3 separate regions of the Mus musculus genome follow, and regions 1 and 2 are each linked to region 3. The links are chromatin contacts, called in public HiChIP or PLAC-seq and promoter capture Hi-C maps. All regions are on one chromosome and are shown on one strand. Each heading gives the region's core, a stretch centred on a gene start, on an enhancer-like site or on the middle of the called end of the contact. The rest is flanking DNA. Distances are from core to core; before and after follow the strand shown. Region 1 holds the start of Ccdc152 (coiled-coil domain containing 152). Region 2 has its middle 82 kb from the start of Mroh2b. Region 3 holds the start of AW549877 (expressed sequence AW549877).

Region 1 (4,130 bases), core at 680-3,179, 690 kb after region 3:
TTGGTGGTTAAGAGCACTTGCTGATCAATCAAGAGGACCAGAGTATGGGTACCAGCATCTATAGCAACAGCCCACAAATACCTGTACTTCAATCAATAGAAGGCTCCCTTGACCCACAACTAGAAGGGAAGTTTCACAGGTTTGACAGTTGGGTTTTTGTTATTCTGCCTCTTGAGGGGAACATTATAGTCCAAGTCATGTAAGTTCATTTAAATGACATATATACATATGAATGTAAGAGTTGGTGCCTTGAAAAGTCAAAGAAGATCAAGAAAACCTTAGCCCCATTAATGAAAGAGAGACAGAGAGAGAGACAGAGAGAGACAGAGAGAGACAGAGAGACAGAGAGAGACAGAGAGAGACATACACACACACACACACACACAGAGAGAGAGAGAGAGAGAGAGAGAGAGAGAGAGAGAGAGAGAATCCAAAATTACCAGTATTAGACATGAATTGGGGAACATTACAATAGACACCAAAGAAATTCAGAATATTATAAAGGGATACTTTAAAGATGTGTACTCCATTCAGTTAAAAAATCTAAAAGGAATTGGACACATCTAGATTGGCATGAATCATCAAATTTAAACCAAGAAATGATCAACAACTTCAACCAGCCCATCAAAGACACACACAAAAAAGGAATATATTCTTAAGTTATAAAGAAAGAAAGAAGAAGGAAGGAAGGAAGGAAGGAAGGAAGGGAGAGAGAGAGAGAGAGAGAGAGAGAGAGAGAGAGAGAGAGAGAGAAAGGAAGAGGCAGAGTATTACCAACTCCTTTTATGAAGCAGCATTTCTCTAATGCTCAAACCACGTAAAAACACAACGAATGAAAGAAAATTACAGACCAGTATTCCTGATGAGCATGTAAAGAATCTCATCTTTTTTTTTCTTTCTTTCTTTTTTTTCCCCCCAGAAGCAATGGTAATTCAATCTCCGGGTGCAACAACTAAAACCTAATCTTTCAAGTCTTATTAAAATCTGATTCCTCCGGTGGTGAATCCTTTCAGATCAGCCATGATACCGGGAAATTCTTACCCCTCTACTGTCCAGTTCCTTCATCTATTTGTTTTTCAAATCCCTATCTATGCGTTGGTACCAATGCTAAAGAAAACTTGAACACGCAGTGGGGACTCAAATTCTCCACTTGGATCCAGTTCTAATACTTTGCTATACCTTAAACTTTCAAATAATGAAATATGAATAATCCTATTACTGTTTACATTCCTGTGCCTGAAAAAATTAATTCTATAGAAAAATCAAATTAATGAAATTTAAGTTTTTATTTCTCATTCAAATACCTTTTCAGCAGATACATTTCAGCTACTACAGGACAACATTGGAAATTATGATAATTTTTGAACACTTGAAGCAAGAGACCCTATCATGTTTTAAGTGATAAATTCATTTAATTGGTAGAACAACCTTAATGAGTAGAAATTTTTATTAATGATACTATATGGATAAAAAGCTGGGACACACAAAAAAAATTAGGTTGCCCAAGACAAAGACATTGGTAGAACTTACATTATAGTCCATGCCCTGAATCACTAAATCAGTAAGAGAATAGACATGAAACTATCAAATAATTGAATCTGGTACTTTAAAGGGCTTATAAACCACTGGGATGAATATGGGTTCTTATTTATTTAATTGTGCTGATGTATAAACCAAGCAAAGCTGGTTCATTCTTAAGTTGCCAAAACAGTGATTAGTCTGGCAGTGGCTGAGTGTTGTTCTGTGGTCTAAGAAATCCATGAAAGCACCTAGGAGGATGTAAATTGGTGGGGCTCTAAGGTATTCTCTAGGAGAGGGTGCTGACCGGCCAAGGAGAACGGCGGACCCAGAGGTGGGGGACCCTGCTTCCCACCCGGAAGAGGACTAAAATCTGAAACGGACCAGCTACCCGCACCCGAAGGACTTTGCTGGAGACTGGATGTCGCGCCTTGGCAGCAGGTACGTTCCAAGCTCTTCCCTGGAGATTCGAATCCCAGTTTTCCATCGATTCTTTTCCTGACACCTCCTTGAAGTGTCCTGGATTCCTGCAGTTTTATCCTACCCACTCCTCTCACACCGGAGCCCCTTGCCCACACCCCTGCGCGTCTGTTGGGCCTCAGAGGACAGCGGAACGCCATGGTGGGCCTTAGCCCCAGGGTCTGAGAGTAAAGCCTCGGAGAGCTCAGAAGAAAGAACAGGGAACAAGCTGAGCCCCACTCCTGGCACCTATGAGTGCCAGGGCCCAACTGAGTGGGGCTGGAGAGAAGTCAAGCCCTGGGATGCCCACGTCAACAGCCACCGAGCTGAAGAAGGAAATGAAACTATCTCTTGCCAGTGGACATGGTGGAGACTGAGCCTTGAACGCCATATAAGTAGAGAACTCAGTAAGCACTGAATCACTAACTTGTTGCCGAGTTTCTCTAGGCAAAACCAAATTCATTGAAAGAATTTGAACCTAGGAAATTGGGAGAAGAGGGCAATTAAGACATGCAGAAATGACCGGGTGGTGGTGATGCATGTCTTCGATCCCAGCATTCAGGAGGCAGAGACAGGACGATCTCCATGAATACCAGACTACCCCCCCATCACCCCCCCCACACACACACACACACACAGACACACACGAATACACAGAGAGAGGGGGGGCGCACTTGGAAAGCAAATGTACTTCCACTGAGCAACATCCTTAGCTTTAGTTACAAGGTGTATATATATATATATATATATATATATATATATATATATATATATATATATATATGTATATATATATATATATATATTCTATGAAGAAAAACAGCTGGAGAAGATTCAGACTCAAATTAAAATGCATTTGATTCAGGAATCTGGGTCTAAGACAGAATTCGTTTTTTAAAATTATTTAAAACGTTAGGAACTAAAAAGGAGAAAAGGAGATTTTTAAATACTTCAGATTATCCTCTAGTTTAAGTAACAATATCAATTAGTGTTTTTTTTTTTTTAACTTTGTTCAACAAAGAATGAAACTGTTTTGTTATGGGGGTTGTCTATTATGATTATTTTTCTACCAGAAGGAACAAGTTTTTACTGAGGTTTTTGAAATATAATTTTACTGATATGCAATACAGAATTGCAAGTGTTTCACTAAACTGGAAGTACATAACCAAAATTCAGATTTCAAAACGATTAAAAGCTGCTACAGTCAAGTAACATAAAAAGAAGAAAGTGGAATTTCTTGACAGAGTAATGTCAGGCAGTGTCCAGTTTGACAAGAATATGACCACAAAAAAAGTATTTTGAATACCATTTATTTTGGACTAGTTAACATCCAATACATGGCCTTGTGGTCTTTTTTCCCAAATCTAGAATAGCTGAGTTTCAAAACTGTATTTCACCACCTTTTTTTTTTTATGTGAGAAAAATGTAATGCCAAGTATTTCACACTTTGATATTGTATTAATCTTGGTTCTAGTAAGACACCTTCACACGCCCACATGTAAATGCTGGTTACATTCGGTTTCCCCATCCTGTGGATGAATCCACCTCTGGGATTCTGAAACATTTTTATGATTGGTTCCAGAGTTAAACTTGAAACTTGCTCTTTATTTCAGCAGTTACTAAACATTACTCATATCCACCCGGAAGCTTTATGTGTATGCTTTTATGTAATCCCAAAAGCATACAAAAAAGTAATATTTTGTGAGTACTTTATTTTCTATGTATCATTTATTTACTAAACAAAATATAAAACACAAGCAGATTAACAGAATATGTGTGTGATAACTCTTAAACAAGCATGTTTAGCATATTAAGTGAGAATGCTTACCTTTAAAAGTTATACCTCAAATTGGATAATATATCAGATTTTAAATCCGTAATGTTTTTGAAAGGCAAAGACAACATAATCATTATGATATAATTATATATTATATTAATTATATATGTATTATATGTAATTGAGATAATAGATTATAATAAATCTAATAATGCAGTCATTTATTTTATTAAATATAAACAAATAATTTTATACAATATATAATATTGTAATATAATATACATACACACATAACCACACAAATTTTAGATATGTTTACAGAAAATTTGGCAGGAGTGAGGGTAGAAAAGAATATAGAAAAGAATGCATTTAACTG
Region 2 (4,117 bases), core at 69-2,568, 820 kb before region 3:
TCAAGAAGACAAATAGGGATGCATCGACCTGACTCACATGCATAAACAGACTGGGGACAACTCTGATCTTGCAGGCCATTTGTTTGGTTAGAAGTCGGATGCTTACAGTATATTCCAAAAGAACAAAGGTGACCTTAGAGGAAACCAGCCATTTGGAATCCAATTAATCAAGCGTCAGGGCAGTTTGGCATCCAAGAGCTAGAATCATCACAATCTGACAGCTTCTCATGGAGGAGTAGCATTCAGATAAGGATATGGAAGAGGTGTTACCTTGTGGACGATCTCTTGGGAACAACAGAGAATTTCAACTTTCAAAGCTAAGCAGATTTGAGCGTTGCAGAAGTCCTTTGTAGAAAGGGAAGGAAAAAAAAAACCTACCTAAAATGTCATATTTACTGAAGATTGAAAAAGCAACCCTTTGTCAGGCTGAAACACCATGCCACTAGAGTACTTGAAATTTGAGATCATGTGCCTTCAGTGACTCTGATCCTAACAAAATTTAACAGTCGGGGAGGTCACTTATTTTGTCAGCATATTACAGTCAACAGACTCAAAATCTATATTTAAAAAGAACCGATCTAATTTTCAGCCACCCAGGCAACACACACAGATGCTTAGCACTCATCTTCATTAGCCTCAGAGGAGAAACTTCTTACCTTTGACCTAGAATTTATTTAATCTTTTAGGACAGAGCCGGAGACTCCCAATCTAAATTCCAGGTATTTAATATGCTCGGCTGCTGCTCTCTGCTTCCTGGTGATAATTTTATTAGTAGCTCTTAACACCTATTGTACTAAATTGCCATATTAATATTAATATCAGAGTGTGAAGAATTCAACTGATAAATGGTATGCAAATTAGCTTAATGCAGACTTTAATGGGTTAGAGCACTAAAAAGTTCTTGGAGACAAAGTAACCAAAGAGCTAAAGGATCAACTTGTCCTCACTGAAAGGAAAAAGTTACAAGGAAAAGAGAAATACTTTAAAGTACGTGTGAGTCATTTTTAATCAAAATAATAATTATTGCTGGCCCGATCTTTGATTATACTACGGACAACAAATAGGAAATACTTTTAAAAGGTTTGTCCTTATTTTTAATGATCCGTATACATGTGTGTCTCTGTGCAAGTTTGTACACGTGAATATAGGTGCCCGAAGGAGTCCCAGAAGAGGGTGAGTTGGATCTAGGCATTTGCAAAAAGAAGAGTTGGTCAGGGTTATGATAGAAACCATGCATCCCCAAACCAAAGAATATCAAGGACTGCTGGCAATTACTGGAAGCCAGAAGAGGAAGGATTCCTCATGCCCAGCCATTCTTGAAAGCATCTTGCTTTCAATACTAAACAGGAAGTGCTCTGAGCTCGCGGAAGGAAGGGGGAAATGCGTTGACATGGATCAGTATTTTCAGGACCCTCTTAGAAACCCCACCACCAACAGCAGAGCTGACATTCCACAGCACATGCCAGGCCCTTACTCTTAGGTCGTAGAGAAGTGGCCTCCAAAGCAGCAGTGTTGATGAGGATGACTCTAAGTCGACCCCAATGGAGCGCGGTTTTTCCAAGGAAACAGAAACAGAAAGTCTTTTTCAGAAGCCTTTGCTGGTTTAGCTGAATGCTCCTGACCACAGCTTCCAGCTAACTTTGAAACACTTCTGACCACAGCTGTAGCACTTCCACTCTCTGAGCAGCTGCTCCTCACCACAGGTCCCGGTGTAACACCACAAGTGATTGCAGCTGGCTTCTGTTCTCTACTGTCCAAGGCAGCCAGTCACTTTCTTTTTATGAAAACTGATCTTTCTCTCCACAGAGAATGGCTGTGTTCAGTGGTTTCTTGCAGTACCTGCTTACTCTTAACTGTAGGTGGCCCCTGCCTCACAAATGACTCCTTTGGTGGCTTTGGTAGTGGCTTGGAGGTGGGGAAGAGATTTTTTTTAGTATCTTCCTTTTTTTTCACCCAGAAGAGAGGTGTAAGACCCCCTTTTGGGGACCCCCACTCTAGTCTCGGGAGAGAGAGAGCACAAAAAGAAACACGAGAATCCTTTCTTGCTGTAAACACAGGAGGCAGTTTAATGGCAGAGCTCCAGGTGGAAACATATCTCATGCAGGAGACAGTGGATTCCACCCCGAGGCTCGAAAGCTAGGGGTTTTTATGGGGTAAGGGGTTTAGGGGTGTGGAATTCAGCATAGTGACACACTATTGGCTTATTCAAACATCAGCAGAAAAATTACATGTACGTGCAGGATGTCAGAGTTTTGTGAGCTATTGACTCAGTTCAGATAGCCCTGTTATGTCTTCACATTCCTCTTTATCTCTATGGTCAAGCTGTTCCCAGGAATGTTTTAACTATGGGGCATGCCCCGGTTTGTTTTTCTTTTTTTCTCAGCCCCAGGCAGCCTCTAGGCTCACAAACAACCAGCAATTTCTGAGTACTTTATATGACTTACAGGTCTTGAAATTTCACCTTTCTTTCAGAGGAAGGGATTAAATGACCACTATGAATGTTGTATGTAGATTCCTGGGGGACCATCTCCCCTCCCCCATGGGGTTCCTTTCCTCTCTGAGATCTGTTTTGTAGGGGAGAGCAGCCAAGTCAGCTTTGGAGAAAGCTTCTTGACTCTTACTTTGGGATGTGGTCCTATTTAACAGATCTTATTCTTGAATTGTCTCAGGAAGCCTGAGGGTAGGAGGCATACAAGCTTTCTCTACTCTCAGTGCCAGAAGTCCATGGGTGGCTTGCGTGGGAGGATGATGGACCAGTGAATCCTAGAGGAGATGCCAACTCAACTCTAATTACACTAGGAAAATATGTTTTCTCAGGGCCTTTCCTGCTCATTTTTTTCTCATTTTGTATTACAAGATCTTTATGATGTTGTCAAGGATTTAGGATTAACGAGAGGAGGAAGGGCTGCATTTAATATGCAAAATGCAGGAAGATTTCTACCAGGTGGCTGTGGCTCGTGGCCTGAAGTGGGTGTCCACCCCCCACTCCCCTGCATTGGAGACTTACAGAAGCAGCGTCTACACATCCCTGTGTAGGGTGAGGAAGGAGAAGGAAGACCCTAAGGTTTTGACATCAACTATAAGATCAGGGTCAGCTGTGTTGTGTGTGATTCATCTCAAAACTAGGCATTCTTAAAAGAATGCGGTGGTTGCCAGCAGTACCTCCTAGGACCCGGATCAGTCCCTGCTACACTGTGCAAACTGAGAAGTGGTTTGTGAAATGAATACACGAAAGTTGGGTATTTGTGACGTTTATTATGGACTCTCTGGCTTTCTGTCTGTTCTGTTGAAAAAATGCTATGGATTTTTATTACTTTTAATTGTGACAATAGTGTTTCTCACTGGCTTCAAAGGTCCTCTGATGTCTCTATGTACTTTGTGCAATGTGAGACAGTTTGCTCAATTGATAAAGGCATTTTGACTCAGAAATGTGACACAGGACAACAGATGCTGGCATTAGATAGGGGATGATCAAACGGCAGAGGGGGTGGAAGAGTAACAGTATGACAACGAACGACACAAGAGAATTTTGCCCAGCAATTTATGACTATGCCAGTTTACTCTACGTATAATGACTTACAAATTTTTTTAGATTATACAAAGTAATAGTTTTTTATTATGACATCCCTGAACATATGTATCATTATACTGCATTCCCATCCAGTTTCCTCACTTCTTGTGCATTGTTTTTGAATAGTAAATTCACTTATCACTAGGCACGCTAATCTGGGCACCTCCCAGGGTTCAGTATTTCCACCTTTATGTTTGCACACCTCACCGCTCCCAGCGTACAGATGTTTACTGTTTTCTCACGCATCGATGACCCTATCTTTACACAGTAGAGTTGGTTTTCATCCTTGGAGCACTGTGGGGGCAACAGGCAGACACAGTTGGAAGTGTGGGCTTCAAGGGAAGAGACAGTGTGAGGCACCACAGACAATCATTTGGAGCCCGGTGTTACTTAACCCTTCTCCATAGGACTCGGTTCCTTGATGGCGATTAGTAGAAAGCTGAAACTAGAGTGAAGTCCCAAAGTACCCAACAGTTGCTGCATGGTGAGATAAAAATTTGAGGCAGTAGAATACTCTCTCCTAACCTAGCAAGATTCCAGAACTGG
Region 3 (4,576 bases), core at 305-2,804:
TGTAGTTTGATGCATCATCATGATTGTAATTTTTTTCTTTATGTGCATTTTGCCTGCATATATATGTCCGTATACAATGCCCATGGAGATCTAAAGAGGCATCAGATGCCCTGGAGCTGGAGGCCTAGACAGTTGGGAGTGGCCATGTGGTTGCCAGCAATGATCTCTCCAGCTTGTGCCTGGAAATGTTATTTAGTGCAGTTTGGCATGTTAGAATATGGGTCCTTAATTTCTGTGGGATGCTTGCTTGTTTGTAAACTGGGTCTCAGTATGTACTGGCTGCTCTAGAACTGCCAGCATCCCCTCCAGCCTTAGCTTCTCAAGTTCTGGGATTACAGAGTAAGTCAACACTCTAGCATAAGAGTTTGAATTCTGTAGTTCACCTTGATTATAGAATGCAATTTTTCTGGCCTTCAGATTCTTCATTATAAAGTATCATAAGGATTTGTTGTTGATTATTGTTTTCTATTAAAAACCATTTTCCCAAGTACGTAAGGGCATTACACAAGTACCGAAGACACAGAGCACGTGTTTTTTGCTCTGTGCATTTAGAGTAAAATGACAGGAGAAAAAAACTGGTCATCATGGCCACTTGCAGAAAAGTGACTGTGGTTAGTCACTCTTAAACGATCACATTACTATTTTCATAGTTTAAATATTTTCTACCAGGCTACAACAAAAACCTTAAAATTAAGATGAAGGGTAGAGTTATTCAAAATATATTGTGCCAAACCGGGGGAAACAAACGAACAAACAAAAAGCCAAAACAGCATTAGATTTCCGTGGCCATAGGCAAGAATTAGCATTCATGGAATGCAAAGCAATTTGACCACTTGAGTGCTGATTAAGACCCGGAAGAACACTTAACACTTGTCAGGAAGGTCTCAAGGTGAACTAAGACAGTGAGGTCGCTGCCACGTTTAGGTCGCAAGACATTTAAGGTACTTTAAGTGTGAGCTAGCCAAGATCAATCCGGAGTAAAAACAAGCTCCAGGGTGAAGATTCGGGGAAAGCGTTATGCCAGCTAGCAGGCTGAGGACTGCCAAGTTGTCTGCCCTCACACTAGGTCTCGCAGCTTGGATGAATCTCACCCGTCCGCAGACTTCCGTTTCTGACCTTCCCCCACCACCCCCCGCCCCCACCATTACAATCAAGTTTTATTTTAGTCCACCTCCTTCACTACAGCGCCAACCGCTGCAAATCCTCTTTCCAGACCTTCCAAACCGCCCTCTTCCAGCCAGCTGCTGCGGCTGCAATCTCCCTGCACCCGCGGAGAGAGTCGATGTCCTATTGGCTCAGCTCGGGGCATGGTCGGCTTCCGATTGGTTGAAATTAGAAGGCGGGAGAGAGGTGTGCCCTTACATCATCGACTGGCCCCTCGCAGCACGGGATTGTGGGAGGGAGAGGGCCACTGGGAGGAACTAAATACCCGGAACGACCTTTGCGGGCCGGGGCGGTCGTAGCCCGGAGCCTATGTCTCCGCCCACCGGCTGGGCGGGCTCCGCCCCCACTCCGCCAGCCAGGCCGTCAGGTGATCTGGGGCTCACGTGGTCACGTGGACAGGGCGGGCGCGCCCGAGCTGGCCATGGCGGCCGCGGTGTCCGGTGTGGTGAGGCGGGTGGAAGAGCTCGGGGACCTGGCTCAGGCTCACATACAGCACCTTAGCGAAGCCGCGGGGGAAGACGGTGAGGGAGCGCCGCAGAGGGAAGTGGGCGGACGGTGGTGAGATGCGAGGGGACCGCTGCGCTCGGTGGCCAGAAGGCGCGGCCTTCGGTCCGAGGCGGGGTCCCTGGTGCTGGCACTGCTGAGCTTGGTCCCCATTGGGCAGTCATCTGCCCTCTCCTCAGATGTCCTGTTACCCATGCAGCGTTTTCTACGTTCCTTGAAATCCTTTTTGTTTACATCCGACCAGATGTGTGGTGTCGAATCTGCGAGAAGGGTAGACTTTAAATAAAAGTACACACGGACTTTCTCCGGAATGTTCATACTGCCCAGAAAATGAACAGTATGTTTTTTTGTTGTTTTTTTTTTTTTTTTTTTTTTTTTTTTTTTTGCATTCAGAGAGACATGCATGACAGTTCACTTTTTCATTACTGCCTTGTAAATTTCCACTTTGTTTTCAATTCAAAATTCAGCTGTAAATACATATTGTACACAGTTATGGTGTAATTTTAATGCTCCCCCCCCCGCCCCATTTTAGTCCTTAGGTATTTTCTTAGAAGGGAAAATAGGTTAGGAAATACGTCATTCTTTTGACATCAGACTCGGTTTGCTTTTTATAAATTCTCAGTTGCCAATTGGTTCGACAGTAATCTTTTTTTGTTTTTTGAATGTTGAGCCTTTACCATCCATGAGCTTTAAAATTCTTGTGATTAGAGTCATACGATGACCGAAATGAAACATTTCTCCCAGGTGATTGACTAGTTGGTGTATTTACGGAATCAGTTCTATAATTAAATGAAGCACATATGACCACACTGAGGCTTTTTATCTTTTGGTTTGTGGCAAGCGGAACATAGAATTTGTAGTCACTGTTACCTCCCTGGGTCATGTGTCAGCCAGAGCTCAGGTAGTCTTACTTACTTATTACTGAGCCTAACAGTAATTCATATTTTCTTATGAAAGAATTCTATGATCCATTGTGAAAGGAGGCCTGGAAAGGAGGTTCAGTGTTCCATGGCCTTGTTTGGAGGCTTTGTTTATACATCTGAAAATTTACTAAAATCATAACTGTAGCTATCTGCTTTACAATCTACTAGGCAACATTGACGTTAATCTTACTGGAGAATTACTAACAGGGCTTACTTAACACCAGATTATATGTATTTGAATTATACTTGGCCCTTTTTCATACATCAAAATCAATAGACATCGGAAATTGGTCCCTTAGCTTAACAGTCATATGTTTTTCTTGAGTTGTCAGTATCGTTAGTTTCAATTTTATTCAAACTAGATAATAGAGTGCTAACCATCATTCCACTTAAGAGTGCTCTGTATTTATGGCCATATAGTTCTCATTCTTAACAGTATGATATTGTCCTGCATAGACTTATAAGAAGGACCTTCTCTGAAGATTATAGGAACCTTCTCAGTTTACTTTAAATATTTCTAGTAGAAAGAATGTATTTTTATGGACTTTTCCAGAATGATAGATATGCCACCACCACACCTGACCTATAATAATAACTATGACACTCCTCTTCAGCAGCGACTTCAGCAGTTCAGCACAAGTCTTTGCATTTACAGTAATCTCAGAAGTTAACGGGAAAAATATAAATAGCTTGTACAGGACGTGGGGAGGCCGATGGTCTGGACCATTTTGGTTCTCAGTAGAATCTTGTTTTCTGGGTAGTAGGGTGGTACTTCTGGGCCAAGGAGAGATGTGAAGACTGCTAACTTAAGAGCGATCTTATAGCAGTAGAAAATCCTCTAAAGCTTAAGGTCACTAAGTGACTACCTGCTGACATAGCTGATGGTATTTTATTCTAACACTGAGCAGCTTATCTGTTCACCAAATACTACATTGTCTGTCCACTGCTGGATGCCTGTGAAAGCTTCTGTAGTGCAGAAAAGATGCTTAAAGACTTTGTGTCTTGTACTGTGGTATGGATATGTACTTCATTAAGTGAAGTAGAAGGGTGGACAGTATCTTTGGGGCCCTCAAAATCAGAAATAAAGAAAATATTGTAGTAAACAGATGGTTGAGTTAAGATGGTAAAGTTTGGAAAGTTGGCTAAGTTGTGGTAAGAAAACATGCAGGAGGTATTGGGGTTTTTTGTTTTCTGTTTGTTTTCCTATAGGTTTTGAAGGAATGCGGTAATTTGTTCAGTTTCAAAGTTTTTTTTTAATAATTTATTTCAATTTTATGTGTATTGGTGTTTTACCTGCCTGCATTTTTGTGTGAAGGTATCAGATCTTGGACTTAGAGACAGTTATGAACTGTCATGTGGGTTCTGCGATTTAGACCTGGGTCATCTAGAAGACCAGTCAGTTCCCTCAACTGCTGAGCGATCTCTGTAGTCCTTCATTTTGACGTTTTAAAGGAATAAGATATAACCCTTTAAATTGGCATTGTAGTTATACCAGCTAGACATACAAGTATGATAACTTAGAATTGTTTACAGTCTGATATTTTATGAATATTTGATCTGATCAATTTTTCTTTTAGTTAATTTAGCTAGTACATTTATAAAATTGCATGCATTCAACAGACACTCTTTCTGCAAACTTGTAGATTTTGTATTATTCCAGTAAAAGCTGTAAGATTGTAAGTACTTTAGAGTATATCAACATTGTAAAAGAAACATTGTAAGAATAGACTAAGAACTACATAGATGGCTCAGTAGGTTAAGCACTTCCGGTGCAAGCATGTCAGGTGGCCTAGTGGTGCCCTTGTAATCCCAGTGCTCCCAGAGCAAGTGCAATGTAGGCTAACAGAATCACAAGCTTGTGTTCAAGAATGTGTATGATTGAGGAAGATAGCTTGATATCAGTTTTTACTTTACTATATATGCACACACATATATAGACACTACACATACACACCCAAGAAAGAAGTGGGCTATATACTTAATTC

The links. Promoter capture Hi-C pulls out the DNA fragments that hold promoters and counts their contacts. HiChIP or PLAC-seq counts read pairs in DNA pulled down with a chosen protein or histone mark.
Region 1: a promoter capture Hi-C map of 3T3-L1-derived adipocytes shows a contact between it and region 3, with 7 times the contacts expected there. The contact joins the promoter of Ccdc152 here to the promoter of AW549877 in region 3. A contact is called at or near these places in 8 of 39 promoter capture datasets (the 3T3-L1 cell line, 3T3-L1-derived adipocytes, cranial neural crest and 4 more), 1 of 15 datasets of contacts at CTCF or cohesin (the NIH/3T3 cell line), 14 of 484 Hi-C or Micro-C datasets (the HL-1 cell line, adipose-derived mesenchymal stem cells, cerebral cortex and 9 more), 9 of 115 datasets of contacts at active chromatin or transcription factors (the NIH/3T3 cell line, astrocytes, cardiomyocytes and 6 more) and 2 of 9 other capture datasets (adipose tissue and embryonic stem cells).
Region 2: a contact with region 3 is called in an H3K4me3 HiChIP or PLAC-seq map of the SCID.adh cell line, with 13 read pairs. The contact joins the enhancer-like site here to the promoter of AW549877 in region 3. A contact is called at or near these places in 1 of 39 promoter capture datasets (pre-B cells), 1 of 15 datasets of contacts at CTCF or cohesin (pro-B cells), 2 of 484 Hi-C or Micro-C datasets (pre-B cells and pro-B cells) and 4 of 115 datasets of contacts at active chromatin or transcription factors (the SCID.adh cell line, bone marrow-derived macrophages, large pre-B cells and 1 more).

What each region holds. Positions count from the first base shown.
Region 1 is chr15:3,301,325-3,305,454 of GRCm38.p6, reverse strand. Ccdc152 (coiled-coil domain containing 152) reads left to right here and starts at 1,929. Exons shown (of 9, transcript NM_001166063.3): 1 at 1,929-1,959. The region is part of intron 3 of Gm41254 (a long non-coding RNA gene); the gene reads right to left.
Region 2 is chr15:4,814,507-4,818,623 of GRCm38.p6, reverse strand. No RefSeq gene overlaps it. Among named protein-coding and RNA genes, the nearest start is that of Mroh2b, 82 kb to the left of the region's middle. Within about 2 kb of position 1,318, at least 87 of the 459 cell types and tissues checked have an H3K27ac peak or open chromatin away from gene starts, as enhancers often do. A contact at or near this core is called in the SCID.adh cell line, bone marrow-derived macrophages and pro-B cells, where this site is marked.
Region 3 is chr15:3,992,724-3,997,299 of GRCm38.p6, reverse strand. AW549877 (expressed sequence AW549877) reads left to right here and starts at 1,554. Exons shown (of 6, transcript NM_145930.3): 1 at 1,554-1,685. The coding sequence starts at 1,586. Gm2093 (predicted gene 2093) reads right to left here and starts at 1,261. Exons shown (of 3, transcript NR_045740.1): 1 at 1,216-1,261.